Linked DNA regions of Mus musculus: region 2 is linked to region 1. The links are chromatin contacts, called in public HiChIP or PLAC-seq maps. All regions are on one chromosome and are shown on one strand. The core of a region is the stretch at or near the end of the contact, and the rest is flanking DNA. Distances in the headings are between cores, read along the strand shown.

What was found. HiChIP or PLAC-seq counts read pairs in DNA pulled down with a chosen protein or histone mark.
Region 2: a contact with region 1 is called in an H3K4me3 HiChIP or PLAC-seq map of craniofacial prominence, with 5 times the contacts expected there. The contact joins two enhancer-like sites. A contact is called at or near these places in 3 of 15 datasets of contacts at CTCF or cohesin (large pre-B cells, liver and stem cell-derived epiblast-like cells), 45 of 484 Hi-C or Micro-C datasets (3T3-L1-derived adipocytes, the AML12 cell line, the F1.1 cell line and 27 more), 6 of 115 datasets of contacts at active chromatin or transcription factors (astrocytes, craniofacial prominence, embryonic basal ganglia and 3 more) and 1 of 9 other capture datasets (embryonic stem cells).

What each region holds. Positions count from the first base shown.
Region 1 is chr1:163,157,125-163,162,560 of GRCm38.p6, reverse strand. No RefSeq gene overlaps it. Among named protein-coding and RNA genes, the nearest start is that of Gm22434, 42 kb to the right of the region's middle. Within about 2 kb of position 2,455, at least 4 of the 459 cell types and tissues checked have an H3K27ac peak or open chromatin away from gene starts, as enhancers often do. A contact at or near this core is called in craniofacial prominence, where this site is marked.
Region 2 is chr1:163,850,848-163,856,283 of GRCm38.p6, reverse strand. It overlaps Kifap3 (kinesin-associated protein 3), which reads right to left. Exons shown (of 20, transcript NM_001305643.1): 12 at 140-248. Among named protein-coding and RNA genes, the nearest start is that of Kifap3, 74 kb to the right of the region's middle. Within about 2 kb of position 2,918, at least 16 of the 459 cell types and tissues checked have an H3K27ac peak or open chromatin away from gene starts, as enhancers often do. A contact at or near this core is called in craniofacial prominence, where this site is marked.

The sequences.
Region 1 (5,436 bases), core at 1,206-3,705:
GGGAAGGCCTGAATATATGAGGCCATAAAATGAATCCCAGTGTGGCGGTTGGGATCGGGAATCAGTCACAAGCCACCAGAGACAACCTGACACAGGAACCCTCCAAGTTTCTTCTGAAAGAGAGCTACCACTCTCCCTGAATTAGTTATGGCTCTGGTGATAAGTGTGTTTGCTAAGTTGTGGCAGGTTACAGTGTTTACAATAGATGATATCAAGGTGATAAAAGAATCAGCAATTCTGCCTCAGGTATCCCTAGGAGATAGGGTAGTTATACAACAGAATACACAGGACTCCCAAAATATGAAGAAAAAAAAAAAAAGAATGAGGAGAAACCTGGGAGCTGTAAGGAAGAACACTAATTTTTTTCCTTGACCTCTCGTACATTAGCCTACAGAAATCAGAATTTGATAGGCTAGAGTCAGCTTAGTAAAGTGTGAAGGAGAGGAGCAGCTACCATACGATGCACTAAATTATGAATTCTTCCAAAGGGAAGCTGTTGGTTATATAATTCGAACAGCCTAGTTGCATTGGCTATGATATGGCATTAATACTGTTTCATGAGGTAGTTACAGGACAATGCAAACACATACATAAGTTACATATTTCAGAGCCTGGCACATGTGAGTAATGGTTTAATTGTGATTTAAAATAAGTTAAATCATATTTTATTTGTCTTCTTCCTTCACTGTGTGTGTGTGTGTGTGGGGGGGGGTGCCCATTAGCCTGCCACTGCACAGGTATGAACGGCAGAAGACAGTTATTCCTCTAGTTAAGGGGAGAACGAGAGAACATGTGCTGTGGCTACCACCTTATATAGACTCTTTCCCAGGATAGCAAGCTCTGGATGGGGGAGAAAGAGGACTGGTTCCCCTCTCAGTTATTTTATTTTTTTTATTTTTTTATTTTTTTTTTCATTTTTTTTTCCATTTTTTATTAGGTATTTAACTCATTTACATTTCCAATGCTATACCAAAAGTCCCCCATATCCACCCACCCCCACTCCCCTGCCCACCCACTCCCCCTTTTTGGCCCTGGTATTCCCCTGTACTGGGGCATATAAAGTTTGCAAGTCCAATGGGCCTCTCTTTCCAGTGATGGCCGACTAGGCCATCTTTTGATATATATGCAGCTAGAGTCAAGAGCTCCGGGGTACTGGTTAGCTCATAATGTTGTTCCACCTATAGGGTTGCAGATCCCTTTAGCTCCTTGGCTACTTTCTCTAGCTCCTCCATTGGGAGCCCTATGATCCATCCATTAGCTGACTGTGAGCATCCACTTCTGTGTTTGCTGGGCCCCGGCATAGTCTCACAAGAGACAGCTACATCTGCGTCCTTTCAATAAAATCTTGCTAGTGTATGCAATGGTGTCAGCGTTTGGATGCTGATTATGGGGTGGATCCCTGGCTATGGCAGTCTCTACATGGTCCATCCTTTCATCTCAGCTCCAAACTCCGTCTCTGTAACTCCTTCCATGGGTGTTTTGTTCCCAAATCTAAGGAGGGGCATAGTGTCCACACTTCAGTCTTCATTCTCCTTGAGTTTCATGTGTTTAGCAAATTATATCTTATATCTTGGGTATCCTAGGTTTGGGGCTAATATCCACTTATCAGTGAATACATATTGTGTGAGTTTCTTTGTGAATGTGTTACCTCACTCAGGATGATGCCCTCCAGGTCCATCCATTTGGCTAGGAATTTCATAAATTCATTCTTTTTAATAGCTGAGTAGTACTCCATTGTGCAGTTATTTTAATTAGCTAAGTTTCCTTAACCAATGACTTACATTCTGACATCTTTCGAACCCAAGATCAATGCTACCTCTGTATTTGTCCACTATTTTCTCCCACCTTATCCTAAAACAGCTGGACTCTACTACAGACGGCCTGCTGTCCTATGAAACTGTTTATGAATTTGAGATTAAAAGAGCACGCAATAAGAGAATGTAGCCCAATGCTGATTTCCCGATATGATTTAAATTCAGAAGCGGTATTCTGAGGCAAGCCCGCCTTGGGACAGACAGCTTCCCAACTGGGTGAAGGAGTTTACAGAAGCCACTGGGGGTACATACACACATGTTCACCAATATCACCATATTGGTGCTATTTCTAAAGCTGATCCTTATCTGGCCACCAAGCGTTATCTCTGTGCTCTACAACCCATACAATAAAAGAATCCTTTGCTGGTGTTTGAGAACATGACTCGTATAAAGAGGACTGTAGCAGAAGGGGAAATTAGGAGTTCAGCAATAGCACACATGAAAAACATTAACCATGCAGTAATAGAAGTGCTAAAGAATGACCTAGGTCTAAATATCTGTATTTCTATTTAACTTACATTTCTCTCCCATGTGGCTTTCATTAGTTAAGTAAACAAATGTTCATTTAGTTTCAGCTCTGTTCAAGGCTCTCCATGAGGCACTATGAGGGACTGACACAAAGATAAATCAAATAGAGACTGCCTTCTCCTCAAGGAGCAAGCAGCTGATGAGGGGGCAGAGGGTAAATGCAGGAGTAATTAAAACAGAAGAGAAACACTCTGTTCCCTCAGGGAGCGTCAAGAAAAGCTCTGGGTATGTCTGTAGATGGAGAGAATCATTCCGTTGGGAAAGTTAGGGAGCAAAGTGTGAGCGGTTTCAGTAGGGTTGAAATGGATGAGAAGAAAAAAAAAGGCAGCTGGTTTCATGTGTTTGGAATGTAGGATTAAGAGATAGCAAAGTACTAGGAAATAGGGTTAAAATGTCAAGTGGACGCCACATCGTGACCTTGAAGGGCTAGTTCAGGAGCTTGAGCTCATTCACTATGCAAGAAGAGACTTCTGAAAACATTTGGACCTGAGGATTGCCAACTGTGTAGTTAGGCATTAGAAAGATGGCAACAGAAAAGCAGGAGAGACAAGAAGCCAGTGGCTGGTCAGAGGCATTTGAACAATCTGCAGAAAGCTAGCAAGCAGCTGAGTTACAGCAAAGCCAAGGTATCCAGTGATGAAATCAGTACTTAGAGACATAGGAGCTCTACCTGGAATTATAATTACTCTACTTTTATCATTGATGGTCTGAATTAATCACTTACTATGCCTAATCTAACTGTTAAACATCATCACAGGTGAATATTAGAACCGATTGCCAGTCTATATTGTCATTGGAATCTTGTGGAGAGTTATCCGCTACCTGTGGATGGAGGAGAAGTGTATAGACCTGTGTTTAAGGAGAAGAAGTCAAAAGAACATCCTAAGAGAGAAAGAGGAATGATGTGGAGACGTTACAATGAGATTCAGGGTGCAAAGAGCCCTAGGAAGAGCAGGACTAATGTGCAAAGAAAGGCTAGGAATAATAAACAGTAGCACGGATGCTTCAAAATTGATTCTGATCAAACCAGATTCCAACAAGACTTCAGGGAGGACTGTGATAAATGTAATTATTGAAAGTCATTATTAAAATAACACTGCAAGCAGCTCCTCTGGTCTGTCCATTTTCCTGTTTTTAACATGTTTGTGATACATATGTATATGTATGTATACATACACACACACATATAGAGAAAGAGAGGACAAGAGAAAGAGAGTATATATATATATATATATATATATATATATATATATACACACACATATATATGTGTATATGTGTATATATGCATATATTTATCTTATGCATTTCTCTGGGGTAAGTATGTTGTAATGGAATTCTGGGGTCACACTGCCATGCAAATTCAGCCATTAGAAGAACCTAATGAAAGACATGTATCAGATTGTTCTCATTTGTCTTCAGTGTGTGTGTGTGTGTTTTTTTTTTTTTTTACCTCCTGGGAGCACTAGCAGAAAATGCTCAGACCTTTCTCACCTCGCGGTACTTCATCAAAACTGTTTCCCAATCTCTCTCCAGCTGTCATGCCGCTGAATGACAAGAGAATCAGATAAAGAGTTCTGTGCAAATGTTAGCCAGTGGGCATTGCCAAGGCAGACGTGTGCTCAGCACTGGAAATAAAGTATAGGACAAATGCAGTTTTTACTTTAACTACCTGTCTCCACGTGTATTGTGTGATGCAGCAGTTAACAAAGTACTCTGCTAAGGCCATTTATTTAGCAAATGACTGTTAACGAGTCTCATATGCCAAGTGCTGGGGCTGCAAGAACAAACAAAACAAGCATATTTATGATTCTCAGTGTAGACACGGGGAGATGGTAACCAAAGAACCACACTAACAAATGTCAAATAAGTGCTCCAGAGAGACGAAATGCTGTTTTAGGAAAGCATGGGATAAATCCAACCAAAATGTGGGCTCGAGATGGGCTTTCCCGATGTATAATGCATGAGCCACAATATGAAGGTCACGCAGAGAGTACATAGGCAAGTTTGCAGAGGTTTCATTGCAGAGATAGAAGGATGAAGGTCTGTGCCTGGAGGGCAGCCACGGAAAAGGAAAGCTGACAAACCCAGACCGTGGAGTTGAAAGGATGGGATTAAAGTCTGAAAGCAGACATGAAACTATGTAGGTAACATCTATGATTTCCTCTCTATGGAAATACGCCTGGGAAATCACTGTAGGGCTTTTAAGTATTGGTGAAGCAAAACAGGGCTGGTGTTTTGAAGCATTTTCTCTAGACAAAAATTAAAATATAACCACTCTTCAAAAAGATTAAAAATAACCATTTTTTTCCCAATCAGACTCCCTACCTCAGAGCTCCCAGGGACTAAATTACCAATCAAAGAGTACATACAGAGGGACCCATGGCTCCAGCCCCATATCAATGGTAGGAGACGCCCTTGGTCCTGTGAAGGCTTGATTCTCCAGTGTAGGGGAATGCCAGGGTGGGGAAGCAGGAGTGGGTAGGTGGGTGGGAGAACACCCTCATAGAAGCAGGGGAACAGGGATGGGATGAGGGTTCTGAAGGAGAAACTGGGAAAGGGGATAACATTTGAAATGTAAATAAAGAAAATATCCAATAAAAAAATAACCATTTTTCTAAGGTTACCATGAAGTAACTCCCTAAGATGCAATTTCATTCTTCAACTGATGGCACTCAACTAACACCAAGGTGAGAAAGAAATTGGCTTAAGAGCTATTAAAGAGCAAACCAAAAAGACTATGAAGACAGATCATGCAGTTCCTGGTTTCTATTTTATGCAACGCCTGTGATACAACTGATTTCAACAACCCATTAGCAACAGTAGCTGTCACTGGCTGTCACGAGCTGGCTGTACTATCGTTGACCTCACTATTAATAATGACCACTGGCTAGTCCGAGTGAGTAGGCTGTGAGGTAGCCTAGTATTAAAAACAGAGAAAGGGTTTTACAATTAGAAACCTCAGATTTGAGTCCTGGTTTTGCTGGCTGTAAGTGAGAAGTTAAGGAAATAATTGGAATCAGTTATCCTGGATAGCCCTAGTTCCCAGAACAGCGACATGAAATTTCATTGTCCAAGGAGCATTTAGACATTT
Region 2 (5,436 bases), core at 1,669-4,168, 690 kb before region 1:
ATTATAATCATACCAAAGAAACTATTTAAGAGAATTTATATATTTACATTGTATTCTTTCTTACTTTTATCATTTACTCCTTACTATATGCCAATTATCATTTGTTAAAGTGGCTACCCATGAAGCTCTGTTCACTGACCTTCACAGATGAGCTGGACATTTCTCTTGTTAGCAGCAAGATTAATGCAGAAAGAAATCAGCTCCAAGTCAATTCGTTCATCTGAACATTCAAAGAGCATCTTCATTAACTAGCAAGAAACAGAGGCCATATTTTAATCAGAAGACCAAAACGAAGCCCAGAAGCAGAATATATTAAGAATCCTCTTATATTATATTCTGGAAGTAAGGTAATCTTTATTTTATAATAGACTCAAAGGCTTTAGCTGTGAAAAAAGCAAAATGAGTAAATGGGTAGTGAATAGCTAAGTGGCAAGTATGAAGTACAAATTTCCAAAGAGTGGAAAATACCAGAAAATACCAAGTAACACCTCAACACTTTTAAGGAGTTAGAATTATTGCCTGGAAGCTGAGCAGTCCAAGTAAAGAAAACAGCTCATACAAAAGTGACAGAGCGGCACGGAGCACAGTCCTTCTGAAGCACTGAAGGAAGCCAGGCACGACTGCAGAAAAGGAAGGTTGAGAAAGAAAAGACAGATCCTAAGTCTCTGAGGAGGAAAGGTGTCAGACAAAAAGGACACCAGGACAAACATTCTTTTGTGATGTACAGAGATTAGAGTCACATTTTATTTAAAATTACACAGAAAGATAATAAAAAAACGTAACTAAAACGCCCAACTAAAACAATACTGCCTGAGCTTGCTATGTTGTGCAATTGGGGCAGAGATAAAAGGAGTGAGTTCCGATGTATCTATGGGAGAGAATCAAGGGAGGACTTAGTAACTGAGCTGAGGAGGACTCCTGGGACCCTGCCCCACAATGACAGGGATGCTGCTGCCAACATCTAGTAAGAACACTGGAAGCTAGAAAGGGAAAAATCATACTTTTGGTTTGATATGTTGGATATAAGCTGCCAGTAAGACTCTGGTAAGTGGAGATACTCAGGAGGAAGCTGTAGTAGAGGCCTAAGCTTATGTCTTTATTGGAGGTATAATGTTAGCAGTCCAGGCCTCCCCACTCAGGTGCCATCGCCCTCACCATTTCCTTTTGAAATACAGATTCTAGGAATCAAAATTGGGACTTTGTGATTATGTGGCAGACATTTACTGACTGAGCTATCTCCCCAACTCTAAGCCAGTAGCCATACATAATTTAGATTTTTTTTTATGAGAGACACTATTCATAAAACAGAAATGAGCAAATTTGTATGATTCAGAAAACATTCGTTTATTATGGGGAAATCAACAAGTTAAATTAGTGTATATTAAGTAAAGATATTTTTTGTAAATCAATGTTGCGTATAACAGGTAAAGATAGGATAAAATATGTTATATGAGATATATATAATAAAGTTATAACATATAAAATAGTCTAAAACATATAACCTTAATGTTTTCATGTTATATTTTAGGATAATATCTTTTAGAACCACATACTTTCATTAATCAGGTTTATTATTTTTTTAAATTTTGAGATTATAATTGCATTATTGCTTTCATTTCTTTTTCCCTTTAATCCCTTCCATGTACTTCCCACCAAACACTCTCTTTCAAATTCATAGCCTCTTTTTTTAAATTTTTTTTTTTATATATCAAAGTAAGTATTTTAGAAGCCATTTTGCAAACTACAGTTTTAATTACTGTCCATGTTAGCTTCAGATATCTCCAACAAGGTCAAAATCAATAATTTTCATTCTTAGCAAAAAATAGTTTGAAAACAAAATTAAGAACACTATTCAATTCCAATTGTCATGCACGATTCTAATAACATGGTAGTAACCTATGTGCAGGGGCTCTCTGACAGGTGAACCACCGCCCTGTATCATGCCCCCCCCCCAGAGGGCAGATCACAAATCACAGATGTGTCACTAAGGAATCTCTGAGGAAAAGATCATTAACACTTAGTTATGTTATACTATAAAAGACTCTACACCAAAAATAAAATGATCTTAATCTATTTATTATATATTTAATAGATTTTCTGTCAACCAATTAACAATAAATAAATTAGCAAAAAGTGTGGGTGATTATCCATTGATTAATATAACAGTATTCCACACTATAATTCAAAATGGGTTATTACTATCTTCAAAACTTTTATAATGAAAATCTATTCCACTGAAGCAATGCTTTAAGAAGGCAAACTATATATTGTACAAATTAGCCTTTGATTACTTTTGAGAAATGAGATTACAGGTGACATGTTTACAATCTATGGATTAAAATTTTTTTTTCCTTGCTAAATCTCTTGTAGAAAGAATCAGGTTTTTAAAAGAATGTATGGCTTGAAAACTCTATTACCTCATTCTGAAAACTGAGAGAAAATTTAAGAATGAATGAAATGTATCCTAATAGAAAATCATTGTTTCATCACAATAAAAACACTTCATTTTAAAACACTCACATTTAAAACCAGCTTAATTCGAACTCCAAAAGCCTTGCTGCAGTTGTCTTGATTTGATTGCTACCCATGGTACTTCAAACACAAGGTAATTACTGACAACTAGGAAATATTAAAACTAGATTTGTTCTGTTTTAACTGTCTATTTCCATCCTTTACTAATCTAACAGGAAAGCACTGAAAGGCCCTCAGCCTCTGCAATGAAGAAGCTACAGTGCTCAATCAGACAAGTCCCATATTGAGTATCAGATACCAAAGACCCAAGACTGAAATCACTGTGTCTAGACTCTCTGGCACCTGACTTCACTTATTTACCAGTGACCAGAGGCCAACCCCCACAGCTCTCTGTATTCTCATACACCTCTCTACCACCCCACCCCCCTACCCAAACATCTTTGAATGATTATGCCAGAACTGTGCATGCCGCAGGAATCTCTTCTGACTGGCTACTCCCTAGCTCTCCTGTTTGAAGTGATGCTCTGGTTTCTGAACTCAGCAGACAATGGCGCAAGAGCAGAGAGGGCTGTCAGAAGGACGTTTACCAGCATCCAGCTAAAAAGAAGCATGTAGATCAAAGTAGGGCCAAACAGGACAACCGCGGCAGAAAACATGTGGATCACTCTGAGGGCTCTTGCATGCTGTTCTGGGACAAAATATTAAATAACACCATGACATCACTACCTAACCATGTGCTTTGATTGGCCATTCTATTACCAATAAATACTTTTATAAGCATCTGGATGGAATTTGCACCTATTTAAACAAAACATGCAGCTCAGAGGTCTAAATAACAATGAACTGTTAATGTGTACTTTTAACTATTATTAGACTACAACCATTAACTCCTGGTTATCCAAATGTGCTTACCTGAAACAATCCACCCACTGAGCCCATTAAGATCATAAAAAACGATGACCTGAACTCAGATTGTGAGGAATAATGACAGATAGCGGAAGAAAATGAGAACACACTAAATAATTACAGGCAATAAAGTACAAAGAAAGCAAAGCGATGCAATATTGGGTGAGATTAGGAGGAATGCTGCATGCAAGATTGCCTACTCTGGACATTTAATATTTTCAGAAAGAGAATTCTAATCTAACTACAGGGCTATCCTTACAACACTTACACTGCACTGTGAATGAGTAGAATAAGAAAGACTCAAGTTTTACTAAGTTATACCTTTATTTATTTGCAGTCTAGACAGCATATGTGCATGCATGCATGCGTGCGTGCGTGTGTGTGTGTGTGTGTGTGTGTGTGTGTGTGTGTATGAGAGAGATCTTACATAATTAAGAATATAATCACACTAAACATTCTCTCTGATCATTAAATAGATAGGAATCACTGCTGAGCCATTGCATTTCTGCCTTCAAAGTTACTTAGTCTCTGAAAAATTCAGGTGTTATACTTGAAGATCTTTATTTTTAATCTTTAAGTAAAAATTAATGTCAATAATTCAAAAAGAACAAAACTCACATTGACCTGCAGCCACCGCCACTGTAACAGGGCTTTTTTAAATACATAGGTCATTTCGTGTGCTGTCCTGAGTAAGCTTCCAGCCCCACTGGAACCTGCAGCCACTGCCACTGTAACAGGGCTTTTCTAAATACACAGGTCATTTGGTGTGCTGTCCTGAGTAAGCTGCCAGCCCCACTGGAACCGTAAGTGCTGCCCTGACAGGAGTACATTTTCAACTTCTGAAGGAAATATTCTAATTTCGTTTTATTTTTTTATTTGCTCTCCATTATCCTTTTATTTTTCAATGAAAGTAGGTGGCAGCAAAAGCATGCTAGCTTTTCCCTAAGTAGGTCAAAACTGGACACTGTGAAATAAAGGTTATAGGCTAAATGGCACTCAGAAATAAACATATTCTATAGTATCACTTGGTTCTATTAAAATATTGCCTCATCCTAAACACTTTCAAGATATTTACAATATTATTTGGCATGCATAATTTCACAATTCTTCTAAAATCCAAAATTTCAGAAAGATAAAGAACTAAGAGAACAAATAAAATAAATAATAAACCCACAAACTGTCAAAACTTAAATGGGTTTTGGAAGATTTGGCTCATGAAGTATACACGTTAAATGTTTTAAAATTCCATTATCAACATGTGTGATATCAAACACTCTGTCAAGTAAACCCAGAGGAAGTGTATGTTCAAAGGATGGAGACCTTGTACACTAAATTTTAAGCTGCAATCACAACCGTGTCGAAACATCAACCTAAACAGCCTCTTCGTTTTCAGCCATTTGCAGTTCTTTTCTTCTTATATCTGAGAACATGCATTTTACAAGAGTAGGATAACTCAAAATTCAATATCAATGTAATAAGTTTTCTACCTCTTCCTGAATTGTTTATTTCTCTTTTAATGTTATTGTTTTTAAAAAACTGAATCTGGGTTAAAAAGTAATTCTTAGAGAGAATACATTTTTGGGGGGCTGCTTTCTTACTAATATCCTATAGTCAATGAAGCTCAGATCCTGCAAAGCAGAAACTTCTGGAACCCTTGGAGGCAGGCTGCAGTGAATCACCTGTAACCTGGTTTGGACACAGTTCCTGTAAACATGCTGGAAAGTTTGCTTACACTGGATGGGTAATCAGCTGATACAGCTTACCACTGGGAAGACAGGTCCTATTGATAAGATGTACTAGGGCTTCTTTGAAGGACATCTTTTGTTACAAACATTCAATGAGTTTATTCTCTCACACAGAGGCTAAAAAACAGTCCTTTGAAATAGCATCAATTTTAAATGCACGTAAGGAGAAGGTTAAAGTTCTGGAAAAGCAAATTTAATTCAGAATGAACGAAGGATATCGATTAGAAATAGTGGAAAAGAAACCTGAGCTGCCTTTATTAAGGGACAAGGAGTGGTAGAGCCTTAGGAGTTTCTGCAGAGAGGGGATCCAGTC